Linked DNA regions of Mus musculus: regions 1, 3 and 4 are each linked to region 2. A link is a contact called in public Hi-C and HiChIP or PLAC-seq data. All regions are on one chromosome and are shown on one strand. Each heading gives the region's core, a stretch centred on a gene start, on an enhancer-like site or on the middle of the called end of the contact. The rest is flanking DNA. Distances are from core to core; before and after follow the strand shown. Region 1 holds the start of 5730405A17Rik (a long non-coding RNA gene). Region 2 holds the start of Sh3rf1 (SH3 domain containing ring finger 1). Region 3 overlaps Nek1 (NIMA (never in mitosis gene a)-related expressed kinase 1). Region 4 has its middle 23 kb from the start of 5730405A17Rik.

Region 1 (2,700 bases), core at 155-2,654, 200 kb before region 2:
CCCATTTCCTGCCTAAGCCATAGGTTTTGTGATTGACAGGTGGTTCATCCATACAATACTCATGATACTTGCTCTACAGCCTGCCAATGGGACAGACAAGTCTACATCTAGCTAGTTCTCTGCCCCTTCCACCACCTCCCACCCTTGGGTCTCATCCTCTAGAGAAACCCTGCAGACCAATCTCTTGCTCACACACAGGGCCCTCTCTGTGGACCCCAGGCTACCACCCTACTTCCCAGCTGCGTTTTTTTCCACCCTCTTTCCCACCCTGCACTAAGACAGGGGAGCCCTTTGTGGGGGCCATCAAGCCCTAAATCAGTATTTATATTTCTTGGAGTAAAGTTAATGCTGAGAAAAAGTTCTGGAATGACTGCCCTGGGGACTAAGGCCCATCTGGAAACATGAATAATGTGAAATTTATCCCTCCATGGATTCCCCCACAAGACCAATTACAATATCATCCTTTCCGAGAATTTCTGCCAATTTTTTATGGGGTCACCAGAAAGTTATATGTAAAGTGAAGACTGCACAGATTTATATAGGGGGTAGTTAACTGGTGGGCCGAAGAATGCAGAAGTAAACTACAGGAAACAGTGATGCTCCACAGATGGAGATGCGTGCAAATTTGGCTCTTTGTTTCAGGAAGTGGAATGGATTTATCCATTTATCCATTTATCAAGAATGACTACTGTGTGTTTGACCCTCTTCTAGGCTCTGGGGAGAAAATGGTGGAAGACACTAACACTGCCCCCACGGAGCTGGCATTTTAGTAGCATGGGAACACAGGCTGTAAAGGCTTGAAAAGAATATTGCCAAAAGGCAGCATGTGGAGTTTAGTCCTACTTGAAACTGTGCAAAGAAACAGAGTTCCTTGCATCAGTATCCTGAACATGTGTGCTGCCCTACTTCTTGAGAATGTTGGATGGAATTGTACTCATTGTTTGGAAGCCCATAGAGTAAGAAGGGGACCAGCATGAATGTGTTCCCTCAGACTGCTTAAAGCTGCAAACAAGTTCAAGTGAGTGGTATTTGGCAGAAGGCCTTTGGCTGAAACACTCACCTGACAATGCGTGTGGCGATCTGAACCAGCTGGGGTCTAAGTCAACTGGAGCACTTTGATGAGGTGATGAGCACACATTATCATAAAATTTCAGAGTGGTTGTAATTCACCAAATCATGGCCAGGAATTATCTGACTCTTAGGGAAAACGTCAATTAGAGGGCATCTTCTTTAGTGTCAGTAGTGCCTAAATCTAAAAACTCAGGTGAACGAGTCTGTTACAGAATGATCCCAGTCTCTCCCCTACTAGAAATTCAGAATGAGAGGGGCTGGGAAAGAGTCCAGATATCTCTATTCTGCCAGTGTCCTTGCAGATTCTGCGGCAGGTGCGCCACACTTGGAGCAGAGCCACAGTGTGTTAACAGTTGGCCAGAGGGTGAAGCATACAACACTCCACCAATTGCAAGGGTTTCTTGGCCAGGATCTGTTCCTTGGAAGAGAAGAAGAAAGAGAAGCTGTTTGGTTGGAGCAGTTTCTGTGACTGATTATAGCGTCTCTCTTTCTCTCATGCATTCAAGCAAACAGTTCAGCAACGGCAGTGAACAAGGTTCAGCCTCCCTCCAGAGGGAGGGTGTCACAACCTTCATCTCCCTTCCCCCAACTCCGCCACCCCTGCTGCTGCTGGAATGTAGGAGATTGTAACCATCATGGAGCTGACCTGAGCTTCCTTGGCCCTGGACTGTGCCAGGAGCTTTCTCAAACATCCTCTCGTTTATTCCTTTCAAGTTTTCCTTCCTCAGTCTCTGTAAGTATATATATTAGTTTTCTCATTGTTGTGACCTGACAAGAAGCAGTGCAAATGAAGAAGTGTTTATTCTGGCTAACAATTTAAAATGGATAAAGAAATGATAGGGTTCACCATGGGAAGGAAAGGTATTGTGGTGCAAGGGTGAGAGTTGGTTATACCGCATCCGCAGTCCAGAGGGCGAGAGAAGTGAACGCTGGTGCTCAGCTTGCTCTCCTCCTCTTCTATTCCATGCACTCCTCCAGTTAGTCCACGGGACAGTCTTCAGCAGACTCACGGTGAGTCTTTCCTCCTTAGTCAGACATCATCCATATGTCCATCTGTGATGTTTCATCACAGATACTGAGAGATGCATTTCCTTGGAGACCCTAAATCCCAGCAAGGTAATTGTCAAGAGTGACCATCACAAAATACTTCTGACCTGTCTTGAAGCCCCGCCCACAGGCTGAGGTTGCAGATGTGAACCTCTGTGCCTGTTTTTTTGCATGGGTTCTTGGAATCTGAGCTCAGGTCTTCGGGTTTGCATGGCGGGCACTTTTCCAAATGGGCGACCTTTCCCCCACCTCCTTTTTTGTTTTTTTAATTTTAAAAATTAATTTATTTTTTTATTTATATGAGTACACTGTAGCTGTCTTCAGTCACACCAGAAGAGGGCATCGGATTCCATTACAGATGGTTGTGAGCCACCATGTGGTTGTTGGGAATTGAACTCAGGACCTTTGGAAGAGCAGTCAGTGCTCTTAACTGCTAAACCATCTCTCCAGCCCTCCCCCACCTCTTTAGGCAACTCTGGCTTTTCTACTCGACCACACCCACTCATTTCCTCCCCCACCCCCACCCCCATCTCCCTGATCAACGCCAGCTTCTCTACTTTTCAACAGCCCTCCTTTCCTTCC
Region 2 (2,700 bases), core at 15-2,514:
GCCACCGTTATCATTTAAGAAGCCTTGCCCTGGGTGAATGATCCCAATATTAAATACATATGTGTCTTCCCTGTCTGAGAACAGACAGCTTAATCTTATCTAAGGCCCCCCACCCCCCACCCCCCAGAGCTGATGGTCGGCAATTCTAAAAGATATAGCCAAAACCTGCTTGAAAATAGCTACAAGAAAAATCACCCTTTCCGGCATGGCTGACAAACTCTGAAACAGATTTCTGAACCGCTTGTCTTAATCCCATTCAGAAAAATCTAGTAAAATGTTCACCAAAATTCGACGATGGAATGAATGCTAGGCTTAAAACTCTGGGTACATCTGAAAAACGGCCCCCTCAGGAGAAAGAGTATTTGAAGCCAGTTGGTGCATCGCTGTCCCCACCACCACCACCACCCCAACCAATGTAGATGCCTAGGTGGGGAGGGGGTGAAAGGATTTGGAGGCTACATTAACAGCTGTTCCTGACTAGTCGGTTCTGGGGAGAGCCAGGGTACGCCCCTCTTCCCACGGTGGGGCACAGGTAGCCCCCAACCCCTTGGCGTGGTGCTCGCCACAAACACACCCCAGAGCCAGGTGTCGCCAGCCGGGGACAGAGATGGTCCTAGGAGCTGAGGCTGCGGCCGGGTAGCTCCAGAAACAGGGAATCTCACCCAGCTGCCTCCTCTCAGCCTCCCTTTAGGTCAAATCCAGGACAAAAAAAAAATTGCCCAACACCGATCGGTGGAAGTTTTCAAGGACTTAAAGAAAAATAAAGATGCAGCCTTAAGTTGGCCAAAGTCAGCGCCACTGAGTGCGGCGGGAAGCAGACTAGCGACCCCGCGGGGATGAGCTCAGCGACAGTCCCCGGAGACTGCCACCCCAGAGGCAGAAGGGACCCGGCTGTGTCCGGGGAGAGAGCGGCCCCAAGGCCCGGCAGAGGCTTCGGAAGAGACGAGAGAGGCCGCGGGGCTCGTTCCCGGCAGGTCCCGGAGACCCAAAGGGGAAGCGCGGGGACCGACCCGCGCGCACCACTGGGATGCGGGCGACCACCGGCCACCACCCCGCGCCCGGCGTCTCCGACTCGCCGCGCACCCTACCTCGCGCCTCCGCTGCTCGCCTTTGTTCGCGGCCCCGCAGCGCTGGTAGATGCAGCCCCGCCGAGCCCGCTGCCCGTGTGGCTCGGCCGCCGCGGTGGCACCGGGAGCCTCCTCACGGCCGCCCCCCTCGCGCGCGCTCGCACAGCACGCCGCCGCCGCCGCCTCCCACCCGCCCAGCAAGGAGGGCGGGGGAACGCGACGCCGCCAAGGAGGAGGAGGAGGCGGAGGCAGCGCGCAGCGGGCGCCCGGGGACCGGAGGGACGCACCACAGCGCCGCCCGCCGCTCGGGGACCCGCGCTGGAGCCCCCAGCGGGCGGCAGCTTCGGGGACGCACTTAGCGGGAGGAAGGCTCGGGGACCCGCGCCTTCACGCCCCGAGGACGTGCACCCCGAGCAAATTTGGGCTACCCAGGAGGAGGGCGGTGGGAGTGGCGCCGAGGGACCAGGAAGAGGCTGGGGCAAGGGCGCCCTGCCGGCCTCCGGCTCCGCCTGGCCGGTGCCTGGAGACCGACTCTTCCCGGTGGCCTGGGAAGGGAGTGGCTCTGGCGGGAACCGATCGCGCTTTGCTGGGCGTGCACACTGCCTGGGTGGATATAGAGAGAGCAAAGTGAGACCCCTTAGTTCTGGAGTCCGGGTTAGTGACCACCCTATGGATCCCGGGGCCCGCCTCTTCCACCCAGCAATCAGCCCCCACTGCAGCAGCCAAGGGAGACAAATCCAAGCAAGTTTGGAGAAATGCGGATCCTAAAATTCAGAATGAGAAAGGGAAAAGAAAAAAAAAAAAACTAGAAAAACAGGTGGGAGATTAAAGCCAGTCTTGGGGAGGTTCTTCCTACCTGCCTAAAATGGGGTGAATTCAAAGTCTGACCCAGGTGGGCCGGCGCCTTGAAGCTGGCTAGGGGATACCTCTTTTATCTGCGCCTTGGAGGCAGCCATCATCATCATCTCTGTAATCTGTTTCTGTTGCCCCGGGCACACACCTGTATTCTCTGAAATGTGGGCTTGCAAAAAGGGGTGTCCAAGGGTGTGTGTGTGTGTGTGTGTGTAGGCTTGTTTGTCAAACTTATTTCAGAGACGCGTTAAATGTTGTCAAAGAGTGTGATTCATTTATACTTACTGTCAGTTTACCAAAAGTAACTTCACAAGAGAGATCGTGTATGAAATTCTTGCCAGGCCACCAACCAAGCTGATAAGGAATTGAAAAGGAATCTCGGGTTATCAGTTCATCTCCAACCAGAGCCACAGCTAAGTCATAATAATAAATAGATAAGTGAGTATCATTCAAGTTAAGAAAATAAAATTATAGCAAGTAGCAATCATCAGTCATTTTAAGCCAGGCACCGTACTAAACTCTTAAACGTATTAATTCCATCCTCACAGCAGCTCTCTATGTCATCCTTCCCAGCTTTGTTCTAAAGAGATTAATATGCTGAGACTTAGACTGTATGAATACCAAAAATAATTGCCCACTTCCTTTCCCGTTAGAGGGAGAACAAGTATGTGTTTATATTGAGCTGAAAAAGGCAAGGGGAAAAAAATGGATGAAGAGAATGAGGAGAAAAATAGTTAACTACAAACAGCATTCTGAAAGTGTTGGCCCAGTTAACGCTGCA
Region 3 (2,700 bases), core at 59-2,558, 160 kb after region 2:
ATGAAAATAGCTTTGTTCTACAAATATAATACATGATAGATCTACCCAAACATAATGAAACCTACAAACATTCACAATCATATTTCTAAGGTGGTTTTATACATATACACCTAGGTAGTAAGAAAATGAAGGAGTTTTGAATTAATAGATTTATCTTGGAAAAACATAATACTCCTTAAAAAAAAAAAAAACCATTGCTCAGCTCACTGTCTGCTTCATGCTGACAAAATCTAAAAAGCAACCGTCACAAGCCTTTCTCACCAGGACATACTATGTCATCTGAAACAGTAAGCCAAAGTGTATCTCTACTCCTTGAAAATTAATCTCATCAGGTATTTGGTCACAATGAACAGAAAAATATACAGAAAACTAGTGTCAGAGATGGGATGGTTGCATTGATAAACTTGGCCATGGTGTTTCACTTGGCATGGCTTTCAGAATAGGTTATCGGAAGAACATGAATGAGTTGTAGCTGTGGGCTCAAGAAGCCCCAGAAGGCTATGAACAGTGATAGTTGAAAAATGCAGGCAGGAGTACGGAACAGCAGAAGGCTGGGAGAAACTCAGAGAGGAAAGGCCAGGCTCCTGAAGTGTCAGGAGGTGAAGTGAATAAGGATTTCAGTAGGAAGTAGGCTAGAAGGCAATCATTCTATGTTTGGCAAAAAATCTGGCTGCGTTCTGCCTGTGTCCTTAAAATTTGAGTAAAATGAATTAGAAAGGATGGATTTTCATTGGCAAAGGAGCATTCTAGACAATGTAACATACAGCGAGTCATGCACGAAGAATGAGACTGTAGCAGGAAAATGAGAAGGGAATAAAGAAGCTGGAAGGGAAAACAAGTTAGAATTCACAAGCATATAAACACAAGTTTTGAAGTAAAAACAAACTGACTAGCTGAGCTTCGAGCTAAGTCTATCAGTGAGCTGGAAAATCAAGAAGCCTGGAGGAGCGCAGCAGAAATGAGGGGAGGACAGAACAGAAGGACGGAAGGAAGGTATTACATGCGCAGGCTACACTCTCGGGTGACAGCAGTTTTCCTGGAAAGATAAGCATTTAAAGAAACAGTATTTAGGGTGATCGTCAGTTGAGAATATTCTGAGAACTGAAGGTAAACACCTCTACTGAGATCTCCACACACCAGTGAGAACCGGTATCCTGCCAAGGAAAAAACAAGACTTGACAAGTGAATGATAATCAGGTTACATCTCAGAGCCTCAGGGATAAAACAGCAGTCCTAGGAATTATCAGAAAAGAGAAACAGCTGCTTAAAGGGGAGTATGATCCAAAAAACACCGCCCCATTATCAACAGTGAGAGAAGATGACAGAGCAGAATCCCCACAGAACAATGGGGAAGAAACAAGGGAACATGTAAGTTAAACAAATCCTTCAAATGTCTGCTTCTTCACAGAGCAGAACCTTTATGAAAGAAGTGTTTTTGGTTTTTTGAAAGAGAGAGAAACATCTACAACTGGATGGGTAGGGAGGTGAAGAAGGTGGTGAGGAGAAAACCGTCATCAAAATATATTTTATAGCTGGGTAATAGTGGCGCCTGCCTTTGATTCCAGCACTCGGCAGGCCAAGCTCTGTGAGGTCGAGGCCAGCTTAACCTACATAGTAAGTTCCAGGACAGCCAGAGCTACACAGAGGAAACCCTGTTTTGAAAAAAATAAATAGAAAATTTTAATTAAAATTCAGTTAATTAAAAATAAGAATAGGGGGCTGGAGAGATGGCTCAGCGGTTAAGAGTGCTGACTGCTCTTCCGAAGGTCGTGAGTTCAAATCCCAGCAACCACATGATGACTTACAACCATCCCTAATGAGATCTGATGCCCTCTTCTGAGATGTCTAAAGACAGCTACAGTGTACTTACATATAATAAGTAAATAAATAAATAAATCTTTAAACAACAACAACAACAGGTCACAGGCTCAGGGAACATCATAGAAGAGGCAGTGGAAAGAATGAGTCAGGACGGGAAAAGCGCTGTGACATCTGTCTTCTAGAACAGCAGTTCCCAATATGTGGGTTGGGACCCCCTTTGTGGGTACAATGGCCCTTTCAATGGGGTCACTTAAGACCATTGGAAAACACAGATATTATATTCTGACTCATAACAGCAGAATTACAGTTATGAAGTAGCAACAGAAATACTTGTATGAGGAACTGTATTAAAGGGTTGCAGCAATAGAGAGGTGGTTAGCCTCTGCTGTGGATTGACATGGCTGTAGAATTCATGAACTCACAGCAGCTGTGGCTACCCACACAATACCTTTGTAAAATCATGTAGGCATAAATGATCTCTCCAGGCCCTACTCTACCCCTTGGTGAGGAACTATTGGCAGGTGAAGAGACTCTTTATTGAAGCTAGGTTTCCCATGCTCCACTAGAGGGCCCCACATGGGCACATAGGGGCAATGCTAGATGGATTTAGTGAGTCAATAAAAAGCAAAGTTGGTTCTTTTATTGTTGAGAATACTTTTTGCTATCCTAGGTTTTTTTATTATTCCAGATAAATTTGCAAATTGTCCTTTTTTATCTCAGTGAAGAATTGAGCTGGAATTTTGATGGGAATTGTATTGAATGTGTAGATTGCTACTGGCAGTAAGACAAAAAGGCCACCAACAGATTGGGAAAGGATCTTTACCAATCCTAAATCAGATAGGGGACTAATATCCAATATATATATAAAGAGCTCAAGAA
Region 4 (2,700 bases), core at 60-2,559, 230 kb before region 2:
TTGTTTATTTGGTACCACATTTGCAGAAGAAGTGCATTAAAAAAAGAAAGAAAGGTTGAATGATAGCATCAATTTAAAAGCCCAAGGTATCCAGCTGCGAGCAGAGCCTGGATCAGAAAAGGCTGTAATTGTGAGCATATTTCACATTGCACAAACTGGTCAATTCCTTTATCTTTAAGAGTGGCTGCAGCAAATGTCAACGCTCCAGTTTTATGTCTTTGCCACCACCAGCTCTTTCCTCTCACAGTGTGACTCACATCCATAGTCACTCCCTGGGTGATGAGAAAGCCTTTGTAGGACATCAATTCCCAGGACTCAATTTTCTCTATCAGATTGTTGCAAATAAATCTTATTTTATATCTCAGCTCATAACCTGCGGTGGAAATGCTTCACTGTGCCTCCGTGTTCTATTGCTGTGTTTAATGCCACGGCTGGGGACTTGATCATCAACTCTCCAAGAGACACCAGAGATGGGGAATGCGCCTGCCCTTCCCCCACCCTGGACCCCCTCCCCCCAGCATCGACCACACATAAAGGTAGTAAATCACCATCATGATTGTCTAGACATAGCCAATCAGCTGGCTTAATGACATAGGAAGTAGGTTGCTGGGGAGGAGAAATGGCTTTTTAACAAGACAATTCGCATCAAACAGCAATTTATCCTTCACAGAACATTTAATTTTTCTAGAAAGTTATCAGAAGCAAAAGTGTCATTCGGAAGCTGCTTGGCACCGCTTGTGCTTTCTGAGTCACTTCACCAGCTCGAGTGAAGCACACAGGTACATTCCTAAAGTAATCTTCAGAATATTAGCTGTCATCAACCGCCTTGGTGGTGGTTTTGGTAGTTGGGGGGGGGGGGGGCAGGTTGACACATTTTCTTGGAAATGACAGAAGTTCCAAAATACTGCTTCCTGCCTGACTCAAGTCTGGGACCTACTCCCCCCTCTCCCTCTGATAAGGAGCTGAAAGGACATGACTCTACCTACCTCCAGGTCTCACTCAGTCCTCTCAAATGCATGGCATCTGAGCATCCCCAACTCTGCTTGGGACTGCATTTACGTTCAGCTACCAAGGTGAAAGCTTCCCAGGGGCTTGTCCCTACTGTGGTTTCTGTAAGTGGTTCCTGCAGATATCTCTGGGGACCCGGAAGGGGTATTTTCCCCTATAAAAGGACACAAGGGACGCTGCAAGCCAGGTTCACAGCACCCAGGTCTAATCCTTGGTTTGTAGGAGCTCTGTAGGAGCTGACTATAGATCATAACTGAACAGAAAACAAAACCGAAACCACAGACGTATCTCTTAGTTCTTAAATGAAACTGCACTGCCTTTAGCAAGCTCTCTTTCGATTTGAACTATGCACAACCTAAACCCTCTGTCACAGAGATGTTGAGTCTCTCTTATGCTGAGGGATTTTTGGTATTTCCTCACTTTCTCTTCCTTCATCCTAGCTTACTCGTGTGCCGCTGGAGATCAAACCTTGTTCGTGTTTAACTAGTGCTATACCACAGAGCTACATCCCCAGTGCTTGGCTATTTTGAAAAAGCAGTTTGTTGTGTGTCTTAGGGTTTTGCTGCTGTGAACAGACACCATGACCAAGGCAACTCTTATAAGGACAACATTTGATTGGGGCTAGCTTACAGGTTCAGTCCAATATCATCAAGGCAGGAACATGGCCGCATCCAGGCAGGCGTGATGCAGGAGGACTTAAGGGTTCTACATCTTCATCTGAAGGCTGCTAGCAGAATACTGGCTTCCAGGCAGCTAGGATAAGGGTTTCAAAGCCCATGCCCACAGTGACACACCTACTCCAACAGAGCCACTCCTTCTAGTGCCACTCCCTGGGCCGAGCATATATAAACCATCACACTTTGTAACTCAGGCTGGTCTCAGCTCACGATCCTTCGGCCTCTGTTCCTGGAGTCCAGCAATTGCAGATGTTGCACTACCGTGTCCTGCTTAGCTTAGCAATTCCTGCTGACCCTTCATTCTCCACATACCCACTATGCCTCTGTGTGTTCCAGCTTCACAGATCTTTAAACCACTCTCGATTTAAACAGAACCCTAAAACCGGTACTTCACATGTATCTTTTGAATCAGAATTTTGTAGCTAAAGCCAGAAGTTCTGCTCAGCGTTCGAAAAGGTTCACAAGGATTAATTGCTCAGACTGGGGCTATAGTTTACTGCTCAAATGCCTGCATGACACATGAAAGGACCTGGGTTCCGCCCCCAGCTCTACAAAAATAAGTATATGAAGGACCAGGGGATCTGCTGATTGCACTATAAATAAACGTGCTCCCTGAAACGTCGGTTTCTTTTCTCTTTTTAAAAAGAGTTTGTATTTAGAAGCATGTGGTTGTAAACCAGCCAGTGGTGGTGGTGGGGAAGGGGTAGCCTCTACTGCTTCATTGGTGGTGGTGGTGGTGAAGGGGTAGCCTCTACTGCTTCTTTGGTGGTGGTGGTGGTGGTGGTGGTGGTAGTGGTGAGTGGGTAACCTTTACTGCTTCATTCATCTTGTATCCTATATGAGGCAGTCCCCACTTTGGCCTCAGAAGACCTTCGTCTAGCCAACATGGGAATCTCAGCTCCTCCTCAGGGCTAGGAAAGGAGGAACCACTTCCTCCAAAGTGGTTCTCTCTTCTAGAAGAATTTTCACAATGGCTGAAAAAAAAATTACACAGTACCACAAACTTCATTCCAAA

What was found. A called contact is a pair of places that touch in the nucleus more often than the background predicts. HiChIP or PLAC-seq counts read pairs in DNA pulled down with a chosen protein or histone mark.
Region 1: an H3K27ac HiChIP or PLAC-seq map of embryonic stem cells shows a contact between it and region 2, with 6 read pairs. The contact joins the promoter of 5730405A17Rik here to the promoter of Sh3rf1 in region 2. A contact is called at or near these places in 1 of 15 datasets of contacts at CTCF or cohesin (large pre-B cells), 1 of 484 Hi-C or Micro-C datasets (the N1E-115 cell line), 16 of 115 datasets of contacts at active chromatin or transcription factors (CD8 T cells, bone marrow-derived macrophages, craniofacial prominence and 10 more) and 1 of 9 other capture datasets (liver).
Region 3: a Hi-C map of lens fibers shows a contact between it and region 2, with 2.6 times the contacts expected there. The contact joins the enhancer-like site here to the promoter of Sh3rf1 in region 2. A contact is called at or near these places in 10 of 484 Hi-C or Micro-C datasets (the AML12 cell line, the C2C12 cell line, the G1E-ER4 cell line and 6 more) and 3 of 115 datasets of contacts at active chromatin or transcription factors (bone marrow-derived macrophages, neural tube and stem cell-derived neural progenitor cells).
Region 4: an H3K27ac HiChIP or PLAC-seq map of regulatory T cells shows a contact between it and region 2, with 3 times the contacts expected there. The contact joins the enhancer-like site here to the promoter of Sh3rf1 in region 2. A contact is called at or near these places in 1 of 15 datasets of contacts at CTCF or cohesin (pro-B cells), 7 of 484 Hi-C or Micro-C datasets (CD4 T cells, the N1E-115 cell line, group 2 innate lymphoid cells and 3 more), 21 of 115 datasets of contacts at active chromatin or transcription factors (the 230-238 cell line, VIP interneurons, bone marrow-derived macrophages and 15 more) and 1 of 9 other capture datasets (liver).

What each region holds. Positions count from the first base shown.
Region 1 is chr8:61,426,832-61,429,531 of GRCm38.p6, reverse strand. It overlaps 5730405A17Rik (a long non-coding RNA gene), which reads left to right and starts at 1,404. Exons shown (of 4, transcript XR_001778559.2): 1 at 1,404-1,804. It also overlaps a transcript of Sh3rf1 not described here.
Region 2 is chr8:61,222,735-61,225,434 of GRCm38.p6, reverse strand. It overlaps Sh3rf1 (SH3 domain containing ring finger 1), which reads right to left and starts at 1,264. Exons shown (of 12, transcript NM_021506.2): 1 at 1,089-1,264.
Region 3 is chr8:61,059,024-61,061,723 of GRCm38.p6, reverse strand. All of the region lies in intron 17 of Nek1 (NIMA (never in mitosis gene a)-related expressed kinase 1), which reads right to left. Among named protein-coding and RNA genes, the nearest start is that of Nek1, 67 kb to the right of the region's middle. Within about 2 kb of position 1,308, at least 7 of the 459 cell types and tissues checked have an H3K27ac peak or open chromatin away from gene starts, as enhancers often do. A contact at or near this core is called in the G1E-ER4 cell line, where this site is marked.
Region 4 is chr8:61,449,705-61,452,404 of GRCm38.p6, reverse strand. It overlaps a transcript of Sh3rf1 not described here. Among named protein-coding and RNA genes, the nearest start is that of 5730405A17Rik, 23 kb to the right of the region's middle. Within about 2 kb of position 1,309, at least 109 of the 459 cell types and tissues checked have an H3K27ac peak or open chromatin away from gene starts, as enhancers often do. A contact at or near this core is called in the 230-238 cell line, bone marrow-derived macrophages, effector CD8 T cells and 6 more, where this site is marked.